Regions from separate parts of the Sus scrofa genome. Here region 1 is linked to region 2. Evidence: chromatin contacts called from public Hi-C data. All regions are on one chromosome and are shown on one strand. Each heading gives the region's core, a stretch centred on a gene start, on an enhancer-like site or on the middle of the called end of the contact. The rest is flanking DNA. Distances are from core to core; before and after follow the strand shown. Region 1 holds the start of CCDC57 (coiled-coil domain-containing protein 57). Region 2 holds the start of CSNK1D (casein kinase I).

Region 1 (6,967 bases), core at 2,657-5,156, 50 kb after region 2:
GGCGGAGGGACGGGGCTGGGGCTGGGCTGTGTGCCAGCTGCCGGGAGGCCGAGGCCTTGCCCAACCTTCCTGCGCCGACCGCAGCGCTCGGCTCCCAGTGACTCAGCACAGCGAGCGCGGCCCAGGGCCTGGGGGAGCCGGGAGAGGGTGGCCCAGTCAGGAAGGCGTCCTGTCCCCACTGTGCTTGGCCGCTGCCCCCACCCCCACCCCCCCCGCCCCTGTTTCACCCCGGAGGGTGGACCTCATGGCCTCTGGGGATTCGGTGACAGGCAAACTCTCCAGGAGCCCCCAGGCCCCAGAACCCCCTCGCAGGCTGCGGTGGGGGCACCAGCGTCCTGCGCAGTACCGTGTGGGGCTACACTGACCTGCAAGGCGCAGCCCCTCCTGGTGCCCACCTGCGAGCATCCCGTGTCCATGGTCCAGGCCTTGACCTCTAGGATATGGCCACACTGGGCTCCCTGGTCCCCTCTCCTGTCCCTTCCAGGATTACTGACCTTCCCACCAAAGTCCCTTCCTGGCTGTGGGGCCGTGAGGATGCCCCCCCCACCAGTCTTTCTTCCCCCTGACCCCCCCCCCCCCCCCCCCCCCGGTTTGCAGGCAGCAGGGAATCTTCCGGCCGATCGGCCACAACCTGGCACCTGTAGAGGTGAAAGACATCTCCCACTGGAGCCCCCTGCTGGTTGCTGTTTCCTCCGGCCCCACCAGGGGTTTGCCCTTCTGAGGCTCAGAAGGACACGCAGAGGCCCAGGTGGCAGCCCGGCCTTTCCTGCCCTGGGGCCTGTGAACCAGTGGAGCGGCCATTGCAGGCGCCCTCCTAACCCGAGGGGGAACTGACCTGCTCGTGGCCACGCAGGTCGGTGCCAAGCCTGCCCCACCCAGATCCTGTGTTCCCAGCACCGTGAGCCCTGAGGCCAAAGACCGGAGGAAGGTCCTGAAGTCACAGGCAGTCCAAGCGGGGCCTCCTGGGCCCGCCCCTGGCGCTCCCCACATCCTCCGTCCCGGGGGACCTCCAGCTGCCAGGCCAGGCTGCCCACCCAGGGCTCCCTCGATGGCCACCAAGGTCAGGCTCTGTTCTGTCCCCTGATGGGCACTGTCCTGGTTTCTGCCCCCACAACCACCCAGCCTGCCCCCCGTGTCAGCGTTGGCTCTGGGCTTGGGCGCGGGGCCTGCTGATGGGCGCAGGCTGGTAGCTTCGGCCACGCCTGGACCCCAGCCTCGGGTTCCCCATCTGTGAGGTGACTCTGAGGGGGCGATGAGACAGGGCAGCAGGGCCCCCCAGGGCAAGCCGGGGAGGTCCCGGCCGGGCGCTGGGCCGCCGTCAGGGCTGCTGCGTGTTGCTGCTCCCGCACCAGCAGGAGCTGGCGGCCTGGGGCGCGCAGTCAGCCGGGTCCTGGCTACACCGGTCGCGAGGGGGCTGGGCAGGCCCTCAGCAGCCACTGTCCTGTCTCGCATCTGTGACGGTGACCTCAGGGTGGCCTGAGGGAGGCTGGCCTGGCCAAAGCCGCCTGACCGCCTCAGGGGTGGTCTCTTCCAGAGCATTCGGTCCCAGTGCCGTGGGGCGAGCTTCACGGCCGTGGGGCGACCCAGGTGGAGTCGGTGAGGCAGAGGTCACGCTGGAGCAGGGTGGGGACCTGCGTCCGTGGGAAAGAACATGCGAGACGGCAGGGGGGAGGGAGGCCGTGGGGTGACGCCTCTGCCGCTGAGGGAGGAGGCGGGTCAGGGTCCCAGCGGGGCCTTGGGCGGGACCAGAGCCCCACAGGCACCTTGACTGCGGCTTGTGGCCTCCAGAGCTGCTGCCTCAAGCCCTGGCCTGTGGTTCCTGTCACTGCTACCACAGGACAGACGCATGGCCAGCCAGCCCTGGGCATCGGGGGAGGGGGGGTGCGGCAGGCCGGCCGGAGGTCACCCGGCTTGCAGGGGGGCAGAGGGCATTCTGGGCAGAGCGGGAAGGGTGTGGGTCTGCCTGGACCCGTGTGGTGACAGGGCAGGGAGCCGGGCAGAGAGCAGTCAGAGCAGAAACGAGGGCCCACTGTGCGTTGCTGCCGGCCTTGGCCTTGTGGGCTCAGCGGACAGGAGCCCCTGATGGCCAGGGGGCCACTGGGTGGGAGGTCACTGAAGGCTGGTCAGGTGAGCGGGGTGTGAGGGGCCTGCCCGGGGACTGGGCAGTACAGAGGCGCCGGGCACTCAAGGCAGTGAGATGGGCAGAGACGGCCCATGCCAGGGCCTGGTGTCAGCATGTCCCTTCTCCACCCCCACTGGGCTCCTGGATGTGAGGCACAGGTAAGGGGCCGGGCTCCAGAGCCCCAGAACTCCAGATGGAAGACCTTGGAGGGGCTACGGGGCCGGCCAGGAGTGACGAGGCCCCTTGGAGGGTGGCGACCCCACCACCACCGCTGGTTCTGCTGTTCTGTGGCTGTGTGACGCCCGGGCGCAGGTGTGTGTGCCACATCTCTCTGGGCCTGGCCCCTCAGAAGCCTTAGGTGGGGCTAGGTGAGGGAGTCAGAGGTTCTGGGATGCTGGGCAGTTGAAGTGGTGGGAGCTGGCCCTGCCGCGGGAAGCAAGGCCACGCTCCACCTGGGCTACCCTTGGGATTCGTGCTAGGGTCGGAGTCTGGGTTGGCGTTAGTGGGGGCTTCTGCGGGGACAGGGCTCTGCTGGGGTGGGTCTCAGGGCATGGACGGTGAGGTACAGAGCCTGTGTTCATTGTTCCTGTTTATCTTTATTCAAAGGAGCACGTCCTCTGGCCCCTCGGCTTTGCATAGACACACCCCAGAGCCCCTTCCCCGGGGCTGAACCAGCCCTTGTGTAGCTTCTGATCCTCAAATCCATGGGCATCCACTGGGCGTTGTCCCTGCTTTATGAAGAAGCAGAGTCCCAGAAAGTTGTAATAAGGCTGAAGCAGAGCTAGGATTTAAAAAAATGTATTGGGAGTTCCCGTCATGGCGCAGCAGAAATGAATCCGACTAGGAACCACGAGGTTGTGGGTTCCATCCCTGGCCTCATTCAGTGGGTTAAGGATCTGACGTTGCTGTGGGCTGTGGTGTAGGTTGCAGACTCAGCTCGGATTCTGCGTGGCTGTGGCTGTGGCGTAGGCCAGCAGCTGTAGCTCTGATTCGACCCCTAGCCCGGGAACTTCTATATGCCGCTGGTGCGGCCCTAAAAGGCAAAAAAATAAAATTAAATTAAAGAAATGTTTACTATTGTTGATTTACCATGTTCCACCGATTTCTGCTGTACAGCAAGTGCCCAGTTATACGCATACATACATTCTTTTCCCACATTATCCTCCATCAGGTTCCGTCGCAAGTGATCAGATGCAGCTCCCTGTGCTGTGCAGCAGGATCTCATTGCTTATCCACTCCCAGTGCGACCGTTTGCATCTACTAACCCCAAACCCCCAGTCCCCGCCATCCCCTCCTCTTGGCAACCACAAGTAGAACTAGGACTCGAACCAGGACTGTCAGGCAGGTAACCAGGTCTGGAGGCAGCAAGGTTGCCCAGGGCCTGAAGGATGTAGGTTAAAGGTCGTGGGAACCTTTTGTGGCTCCTCCAGGCAGGCCGAGCTGTTTTCACCTGCTCTCTGCACCCATAGGCTCACACCTTCCACTTTCCACGGGTCTTGAATTATTGATCTGCCTGATATTTAATACCCCCTGGACTTCCCTCAAGAGCTGCCTCCTAAAGCAGAGCCGTTCTTACTGTCAGCCAGGTTGGGATGCTCATCCAGGAGTGGCAGGACCAGCTTGGGGACTGCCCTGGGCTGCCAGAAGGCTGCCAGGGTGGAGAAAACACCGTTGGAGAGGAGGGACTGGACCCAAGACTGTGTCCCCCCCCACCCCTCTGTGCCCATCCTTGCCCGGAGCCCTGTGGTGCCACTGGCGGGGAGGCTGAGCGTGGGTGTCTCCATTGGTTGGGACAGCTGCCTTCCCTTCAGCCTGGGTGGAACCTCGGATGCTGGGGAGGGTGTCCCTAAGCACGGGTGGGGGCCTTGGCGTAAAGTTTGCTTGTTGCCTCTGTGAGAGTTTTTTTTTTCTTTTTTTAACTCTTAATTGAACACATTAACACCAAACGCACAGGTTATGAGGGCACACAAACTCAAGAATCCAAACAAGCCAAGCACACTGTGCAACACAGCTCCGAACAAAGGGCATCCCCCGCTCTGCACCAGCGGCCAGCGGCCTCGCCCGGGATGCCGTGTCGGCCTCTTCTACGGCTGGAGGAGCCACGCTGCAGGGAGAGACGCCCCACGTCCTGTGGGCCCGGGCGTTCGCCCCGCGGTAACTGTGCTCCAGCCCACGTGCAGCCCCAGGACCCCCACGCCCCTCGCATCCCGGGCCCCACCGCTGCCAGGTCCAGTCCCGCCCCGCCCCGTCCGGAGCCACCAACAGCCCGGGGCTACGAGGCGGGCGGGATCGCGGAGTCCCGCTGGGCGAGGGAGGACCGTCCCTGCGAGGAGCCTCGGCCGCCGCCCGTCCACCCCAGGACCCCGGGCCCTGGATAGTCCGAGGCCTTCCTCCCTGGGCGGATCCGCCCGAGTCCGGTGGGAGGAGGGGGCGGGAGGAGCCCGGAACCCGGCGCCGGAGCTCGCGTTTCTGGCCGGCGGGACCCGAGCGCTGCACCGAGCGCGCCCGGACCTCGGCCGACGGACTCAGGTCACCATGGCAACGCGGCGGGACCAGAGGCTGCTCGCGGCTGGCGTTCCGGGTGAGGCGCGGGCGCGGGCGCGGGCGGTGCAGGGCTTGGGGGACCGCAGCGCGGGAGGGCGCGGCCTCTCGGGCCACCTGTTGCGGGTGTCGTGCTTTCCTTGGAAAACCGGAGTCGTGCCGGCCCACCGTGCGTGGCTGGGTGCGCGATTGGTGCTGGCCTGCGGAGCCCTGTTCACCGAGCTAGGGCTGTTCCCTGCTCATCTGTTCCCTGCAGCGCCCGGCCGGCCGCCGGGGTCGGGGCACTGGAGGCGTTCGTGGGCGTCGCGCTTTGTTTTGGGAACTCGCGGTTCCCTAACTCGCCCCTACCAGGTGCCTGAAGAGCGGGGCGCTGCGGAGCCGAGAGGCTTTGCCGGGTTCCGCAGCGGGTTCCGCAGCCGGTTCCGCAGCCGGCGAGCTCGGGTCCAAGGCCAGGCAGGCTGGTCCAGAGTGATTCTTTGTTATTTGAGACTCACATACAAGTTGCAAAAGTCTAAATATACAGGATTTATTCAAACTCAGCAGTTATCTTGCGACGACTTTACCTGTTTACAGAATCCAAGCTAGGACCATCCGTGTTTTCTTCGTTTTCTCATTCCTTAATCTGGAGCAGTTGCCCAGTCTTTCCTTGACCTTTATGAGTCAGTTGTCTCGCAGAATGCTCCTCACTTTGGGTTTATCAAAGTTCCCTTACGATAACTTGTATTTTTGGTGAGAAAAACCTTACCAGTGGAATGGTGTTTTCTCTGCACCCTCTCAGGAGGCACATGATGCCAGTTTGTCCTATTACTTCTTTTAAAATGATTTTTATTTTTCCCGTTATAGCTGGTTTACAGTGTTCTGTCAGTTTTCTACAGCACATCAAAGAGACCCAGTCACACACACATGTGTACTTTCTTTTTGTCACATTGTCCTCCATCCTAAGTGTCTAGATGTTCCTATTACTTCTGATACTAACTTTGGTCCTTTGTCCTAGGTGATATCTACAAGGTGTTTGCATCATTAAGCTTCCATTTCCCCCTTTATCTATAGTAAATATTTTGTGGGGAGATACTCTGAAACTATGTACATAGCTTGTTTCTAACCACACTGCCAGTCATCTGGAGGTGAGCATTTTCTGAAAAAAATTATAAATGTACTTGCCAGGCGATGATATTTCCATTCACATTATTTCTTCTGCTTTTATTAGTTGGAATCTTTTTCTTTTTTTTGTCTTTTTAGGGCCACACCCTCAGCGTGTGGAGGTTCCCAGGCTAGGGGTCAAATCGGAGCTACAGCTACCGGCCTGCACCACAGCCACAGCAATGCCAGATTTGAGCCACGTCTGCAACCTACACCACAGCTCACGGCAACGCCGGATCCTTCACCCACGGAGTGAGGCCAGGGATCAAACCCAAATCCTCATGGTTCCTAGTCAGGTTCATTTCCGCTGAGCCATGACAGGAACTCCTATTAGTGGGAATTCTACCGTAAGGACGAATCTTCCATGTTTTAATTTATTCAGTTGTTTATGTTGGTGTAGACATTTTAATTCTATGTTTGTTTCACAGGTTATAATCCATTCCTATCATTTATTTTGGTGCTCTTGTTGTCCAGATCTGGCCCGTTCTGTTTGGTTTTTATGTCCTTTTACCCTGTGTCCTTGTCCCCAACAGTTTGAGCACCTCCTCATGTTTGACACCAAAAGATGTCCCAGACTCATCAGTGCTTCTTTGACCTAGGCTGGAATCAGGCATTTCTGTGAGGAGTGTTGGCTCCTTTTAGTTGAGAAGGTGTTTTCCATAAACCAAGATGTGGGGAGGTGTGCTGCTGGAGTGTCATTGCTTTTTGGCTTTCTCGGCGGGAGGAGCCGGGAGCCAGGACACTGCACGCCCTGTATATACATCTGTATCTATTTCTAGATCCACATGTCAGCGTGTGTTCAAAACTGGGTTTAGGAGTTCCCGCTGTGGCTCAGGGGTAGCGAGCCCAACGCGTATCCATGAGGATGCAGGGTCGATCCCTGGCCCCACTCGGTGGATTCAGGATCCTGCGTTGCCACAAGCTGCATCACAGGTCACAAACCCGGCTCAGCTCCCGCATTGCTGTGGCTGTGGTGGAGGCCGGCAGCCAGCTGCAGCTCTGAATTTGAACCCTAGCCTGGGAACCTCCATATGCTGCGAGTATGGCCCTAAAAAAAAAAAAAAAACAAATAATAAAATAATAATTTTAAAAACCCCGAGTTTATACTGAGATCTCCAGTTCCAGTCCGTCACCGCAGGGTTCGTCGCACATTTCTCTTCCTCT
Region 2 (6,215 bases), core at 1,441-3,940:
GGAGTCTATCGTTGACTCCCCACCCCCAACTTCCGCTTTTTCAGCGCTAGCCACAGATGGATGGCCTGGCAGCAGCCCCTTCTACAGCAAGAATCCTCACTGAGAGCCTCCTTCCCCCGACCCCGCGAGATGTCACTACCTACTTCCACTCCGTGTCAGCCGCACGCAAGCACAGACACACAAACCATGTGTGTGTGCCCGTGTGTCCGTCTGCAGGATGCGTGTGCACATGTGAACTCACGAGTGCGCCCGAGGCCGTGCTGTGCCTCGTGCACCCGTCGCACACGTGTGGATACGAGCGCTGGGGGAGAGCCGGCAGAGGAGGCTGAGCACTTCTCCGTGGTCCCTGTACCTCTCTGCCTGGAGGCCTGGTTCTGTCTCATTCTCGTTTCCCAGGAGGCCTCTCTGGGCCCCTTCCTGGCTGGCCTCAGGGCATCCAAGTCGGGTGGTGTCTGCGCCGGCCCCTGCGTCCTGGGAGCGGCCAAGGCTGCTAGAATGTGCTCTCCCCCAGCCTCTGCAGGCTTCTAGTCACACAAGGCGCCGGAGGCCAGCCTGCCTCTTTTTCCTTTGTCAGCATCTGCTTTCTCAATAAAGTTTTGAAAACCTCTTCTTTCCCCATGGGGTGTAGGAGTTTTATCGGGCTGGGCCTGGGTTGGCCTGTCCTGGCTTCCCACGCCCGGGATCCCCCTTCGGCTCAGAAGGTGTTTGGTCATCTGTCCCACAGTCCTGGTCACACTCACCACCTGTCACCTGCCCCCTCTGGGTCTCTACCCTCGGCCGAGGTCCAAGCCTCGCATCTCCTCCTGGTGCCTGGCATCCTGGCGCTTTCCCTCTGTGGTGAGGTGGTCCTTCTGCCTGCACGTCCAGGTGTTCATCAATGGTGGCCTCTCCCTCCGGTCACTGGCTGACATTTTTCTAGTTCGGCTGCAAGGATTCCTTTGCGTGTGTGTGTGTGTGTGTGTGTGTGTGCACATCTCTGTTGGTTTTCTCTGTGGCGTGTGGGGGCCAGGTGTTCGCACTGCCTCCTCTGGCAGCTCTTCCTCTCGGACTCCTGGGCTCTGGCCCATGTCCCCTCCCATGTCACATGTGCCAGAAGAGGAGCCTGGGCACCTGTGGCCCCACCAGGGACGAGGACAAAGCCATCCTCTTGCCCTGGGCGGGCCCATCTGACGGCGCCTTCTGGGCGCCCCCTCCCCTGTGCCTGCGGGCTTCTCCACTGTCTAGGTTACAGAGTCAAGACACAGAAATAGCAAGACGCGGGCACGCAGCACAGCACCGTTGCAGCTGTCTGAAGCTCTGCCACGGAAAGCAAGAAAGATAGATAGGCGCCATTAAGAGGTATAAACAGGTATCTACAAAATAAGCTGTAAGGATATACTGTACAAGACAGAGAACGTAGCCAATATTTTATAATAACTACAAATGGAGTATAACTTTAAAAAATTTATGAATCCGGTGGTCACAATTTATGCAAATGACCCCACCCCTGCCCCATCATTTGGCTCTTGCCAGTGACCTGTGACTCCCTGCAGACAAAGAACTGGCCGACCAGGACCAGCCAGTTAGCTGAAGAGGCACAGAGGGAGGTCACGGGAGCTCAGTGGCAGAAACTACCAGAAGCCAGAGGAGGAAAGAGAATGGAAGCAGTGGCCGGGAGGTGCGAGGCCACTGTGACAGCAGCAGCAGCGGGGGGACCCCAGCAGCTCCCAGCCCCCACCAGGCCCAACAGACACATGCACACACACCAAGCTCCCTCCCCGAAGGGCCTGAACGGGAGAAGGGAGGAGCGTGCTTTCAGGACACGAGAAAATGCGAAGGTCTGCAGCCAGGCCCTGCGACCTCAGAGCACAGCACTTTGTTCATGCGTGGGCCTGGGGCATGACTGTGGGGTGGAGGCTTCTCTTTGGGGTGATGGAAAAGTGAAGTTGACTGTGACGATGGTTGCTACGTGCTAAAACCATTGACTCGCACACTCTGAATGGGCGCATTGTGGAGTTCTCGCAATGGCGGTGTGGGTTAAGCAGCCCACCGCAGTGGCTCCGGTGGCTGTGGAGGTGGCTGGTTGGATGCCCAGCCTGCTGCAGCGGCGTAAAGGATCTGGTATGGCCGTGTAGGTCACAGCTACCATTTAGATTCAATCCCTTGCTGGGAAACTTCCATATGCCGCTGGTGTGGCCATGAAATCTCTCTCTATATATGTCTATATATTTTCCACTGTGTGTCAGGCACAGGCTGGGTGTCAGCTTTGAGTCCGTGTGAGCTGGGACACTACTGAGGCTGTTGGCACCCAACAAAAAAGCGTACCTAGCACCTAGTGGAGGGAGCATATTACTCCCTGCAGGTGCCGGTGCAGGGAGGTGCCTACCCCCCCCTATAGGGCACTGCCTGGGAGCCTGTCCCAGGCCTGCAGCAAGGAAACGCTGGCTTCCCAGACAGCTGCAGGGAATCCTGCACGAGCCCATAGATCCTGCCGGCGGAAGGGGTCCAGGCGAGGGGCTCTGGGCCCTGGGCTGCTGCCAGAGGCAGGGGGCAAGGAGCGGGGGGAGGTGCCTGGCCGGGTGCGTCAGTGGATCGGGAGAACGCGGTCCCTACCCCTAGAGCTGCGCAGGCCCGCCCCCAGGCCCCGCCCCGCGGTCGCGATCGCCCCGCCCCGGCCGTCGCTTGGAGCCGCGGCCCCGCCCCGCCGGGTTGCTAGGGGAAGTGACGTCACAGCGCGATGGCGGCGGCTCCTTCAGGCCCCTGAAGGGGGATTTAGGCCCGGGAGATCCGAGTCCATCCGCGGCGGGGAGAGGGCGAACGGGGTTGGCGGAGGCCGGAGCAGGGGCGGCGGCGCCCGGACTGTCCCATCCGCCCCGTATTGAGGCGCTGGGAGCGGCAGGGCGGCCGGAAAGCGATGGTGAAAGCGGGGCCGTGAGGGGGGCGGAGCCGGCAGCCGGACCCGCAGTAGCGGCAGCAGCGGCGCCGCCTCCCCGAGCTCAGACCCAGGAAGCGGCCGGGAGGGCAGGAGCGAGCCGGGCCGCCGCCGCCATGGAGCTCAGAGTGGGGAACAGGTACCGGCTGGGCCGGAAGATCGGCAGCGGGTCCTTCGGAGACATCTATCTCGGTGAGGCGCCCCTCCCCCGGGCGCGGCCCCCAAACCGGCGCCCGGCCGCCGGGCTCCGCTCCGGCCGCCGCCCCGGCGACCCCGCCCCCGGCGGCCGGACCCCTGACTCGCCCCGGGGCCCTCACGGCTCGCGCCGCTCAGCTCCCCGGGCGGGAGCCTGCGGCCCCCCCGACCCGCGCCCCGGGGCAGCCGCCCCAGCCTGCCCGCGGCCTCCGGGACGGCCGGCGACCCCGCAGGCGACAAAGCGGTCGGCGGGCGTGCGGGCCCGCGTCCTGCGCCCTGCGGCCGGGCACGAGACGAGGTGAGGCTTGCGCGCTGCCCCTGGCGGTGCCCAGCCCCTCCGGCCGCGGAGCGCAGGTGCAGCGCGGGGCCGCGCGGGGGGCCCGTCGGGCGGTGGTGGGGTACGTGTTGCGCCTCCAAGTTGCAGCCTCTGTCCCTGGCCGTCAACCAGAACGACGCTCAGGCGACCCAGGACGAAGTCAGCGTTTAGGCGTGGGCTGAAGTAGAGGCAGGTCGAGTGGCGCAGCGCTACCCGGAGCTTGTCCTTTGCTGCGAAAGTTCTCGGGGTAGACGGGAAAACCTGGGGTTAGAATGTCCCGGATTGTTTGAGGTCTCCAGCGCAAGAAGGCTCGGATACACCCGTGTGCTAGAGGGTGGGCTTGGATCTTAAAGTTGGAAGTTTAAACAGAACTCAGCGGCATTCCTCGGAGGAACTGTGGGCCACTCGCTGCCACCCCCGCGTCGGGGCTGCCCAGCCCGGCACGCCTGCTGTGCGGCGGGACTGTCGTTGCGCAAGTTCGGGGTAAACATGCGCCCGTGGCGCAGCCCGCCCCGGGGCTTCCGTTCGGCTGCTGCGCTTGTCGCCGAGGGTCCCTGATGCTCCTGGTTATGCCTTTCAGATGGTCCCAAGTGTGCGAGCTCCCCGCCCCATCCTGGGCTCTCGTTACCTGGAGCGGGTGCGCGACCTCGGTGGGCTGGTGTGTAAGAGGAGCCCCCACTGAGGGAGTTGGGAACTGCTTTTGGTACCCTTACCCCACAGGGTACCTGTCCCTCCAGCATGTGCGCTGCTCTCCAAGTAGGATACACTTCAGAGACACTTGCATTTTACTACTTAAATATTTATGTCCAGTCGTCGGGAGCTGCCTTCTCAGCAGGGTTTTGGAGGCGAAGCGCTGGGTAAATGCAAGCTGTTTGCCTTATTTATAGAACAATAGATTTTGGCAAAAGTTTTAACCTAGGATCTAGGAGCTGTACTCCAGAACCGATCCATTAGCCGCCTTTCCACAGATAAGAAAAAGATATTTTGAAGCTTTTTGTTCTCCTTTCTGAGACTTTGCCAGACGGCTGCTTTCTGAAGCTGCTTTTGGACGCTCAAGTGGAGGAATGTTGTGACCAAGACATTCACCAATATGGGAGCTTCGTGGGAGACACCGAAGGCCTGTCCCCAGCTGTGTCCTCCGGGCCTCACCTTGTGATGGACGCACCAGTGGTGCTTGATACAGATCGGGCTTGCCGGCCTCAGAGGGGTCTGTCCTCAGTCTCCTCCACCTTGACTCTAAGAGGGCCGGACCTGAGGCTCGGGAACCCCCGTCAGGCGTGCCGTGAGGCCCACCTATTGGAATAGACTTTGACTGACTTGTGTGGCGTTCGCACAACTGATTTATTTTCTGTCACCGTTGGCTCTTGTCCCATATGGTGGTCCCTTCAGGCTGCCTGCGACCCCACAGAAGAGCCGCAAAGTGGTCTCGTTAGATTAAGATGTAGCGGGAAGGCGGGTCTGAGGAAGCTCACATATACTGTGGTTAAGGGTGGAAGAGGGCAGATCCGCCACGAAGACCACGTGATGGAGTGAGTTGTCTATATCACGGGTGTTTTCTGTTTGTTAGGAGACTAATTAGGTAAGGAATTGGGTCCTCATCTTAAAAATCAGTATGTTCTCCGTATCCTGGCGTGACAGTTAAAACCACGCCTAGTACTGTCCCTTCGCCCTAGTGTCAGAAGGCTCCTGACTCCTCCAGGTAGGTTCACCTTGTCTTTAGGCCTGGGGTTTGGGGTCCTGAATTTCCACCTGAGACTTTCTGGTGCTTTCAGGTATTTGAGGTGGGAGGAAAGAAAGCTTGTTCAGCTTGCCAAGTGCCTCCTGGACCCAGAAAGCCCAGTGTTGCCCTCCCTTCTCAGCGGCCTGCTGTGCTGACGTGGGCAAGCGGCACTGTGCCCTGCCAGCTTGTTCCAGTCCTTCCCAAACACGTGAGCCCCTATTCTTAGGGAACTGTTCTCCCCCCGCCCCCCGTCACGATTGGCGGGATGGAGGTTTCCTTCCTACCAGTTCTTGGCACTTGGGCTCGCGCCTTTCGCTCCATCAGTTCACTGGGGATGGCCTCTCCTGTCCAGACGTTACCCAGCCGGACTGTGTCTGTGGCTTCATCACGGACACAGGTGCCTGTTGGGAAGGAAGGAAAGCTTAGTACTCGCTGACGGTGCTTCTCTGCAGTGGACCTAGCTGGATGTCTGGCGCGTAGTAGGGCTTCTGAAGTGCTGGCCGGCTGGCTGTCAGAAGAGGAGAGCAGTTAGCTGCCTGCATGCTCAGCTTGAGCTTTCGTCGTTTTCTGTCTGTGTTCTCAGGGTGGTTTCTGGTGAGAAGTCACCAGACTCTGTCAGCTGTCTCGTCAGTGGTTGCCCTGCGAGAATGACCTTTGCCCTGCTGTTCAGAGGCCTCTCCCTGTTTCTTCGCGATAAGACAGGCATCCGTGGGAGTTACCTTTCTGTCCCAGGACAGGGTCCTGCTGGGGGTTAAGTTCAGGTAATTTACCATCTGCCTTTGCGCAGCTTGAGAGATGGAATTTTGTCTTCCTAGGACCAGCCTTAGCCTGTGTCTGACGTAGCCGGACGTCTCTGCTTAGTGAGGAGGACTCCTGTGTGACTGGCACTGGAGCTGCACGGCAGAGCTGAGGTTGTTGCGAGATAAACACGCCCCGTGAGTCAATGTGACATGCTCCGAATCTGGCCTCCAGAGCTTCGTGGTGTCTTGGGGATTTTTGTTCCCCATGTAGAAGTACTTCTAAAAGTTACCTGTGGTGAAGGACTGGGTTTTGTAATTTCTGATGTTACAGAC

Evidence for each region. A called contact is a pair of places that touch in the nucleus more often than the background predicts.
Region 1: a Hi-C map of alveolar macrophages shows a contact between it and region 2, with 2.7 times the contacts expected there. The contact joins the promoter of CCDC57 here to the promoter of CSNK1D in region 2. A contact is called at or near these places in 1 of 5 promoter capture datasets (liver), 14 of 47 Hi-C or Micro-C datasets (alveolar macrophages, blood, embryonic fibroblasts and 6 more) and 2 of 2 datasets of contacts at active chromatin or transcription factors (alveolar macrophages and skeletal muscle).

What each region holds. Positions count from the first base shown.
Region 1 is chr12:815,428-822,394 of Sscrofa11.1, forward strand. It overlaps CCDC57 (coiled-coil domain-containing protein 57), which reads left to right and starts at 3,907. Exons shown (of 21, transcript XM_021066370.1): 1 at 3,907-4,703. The coding sequence starts at 4,079.
Region 2 is chr12:766,166-772,380 of Sscrofa11.1, forward strand. It overlaps CSNK1D (casein kinase I), which reads left to right and starts at 2,691. Exons shown (of 10, transcript XM_021066360.1): 1 at 2,691-3,103. The coding sequence starts at 3,028.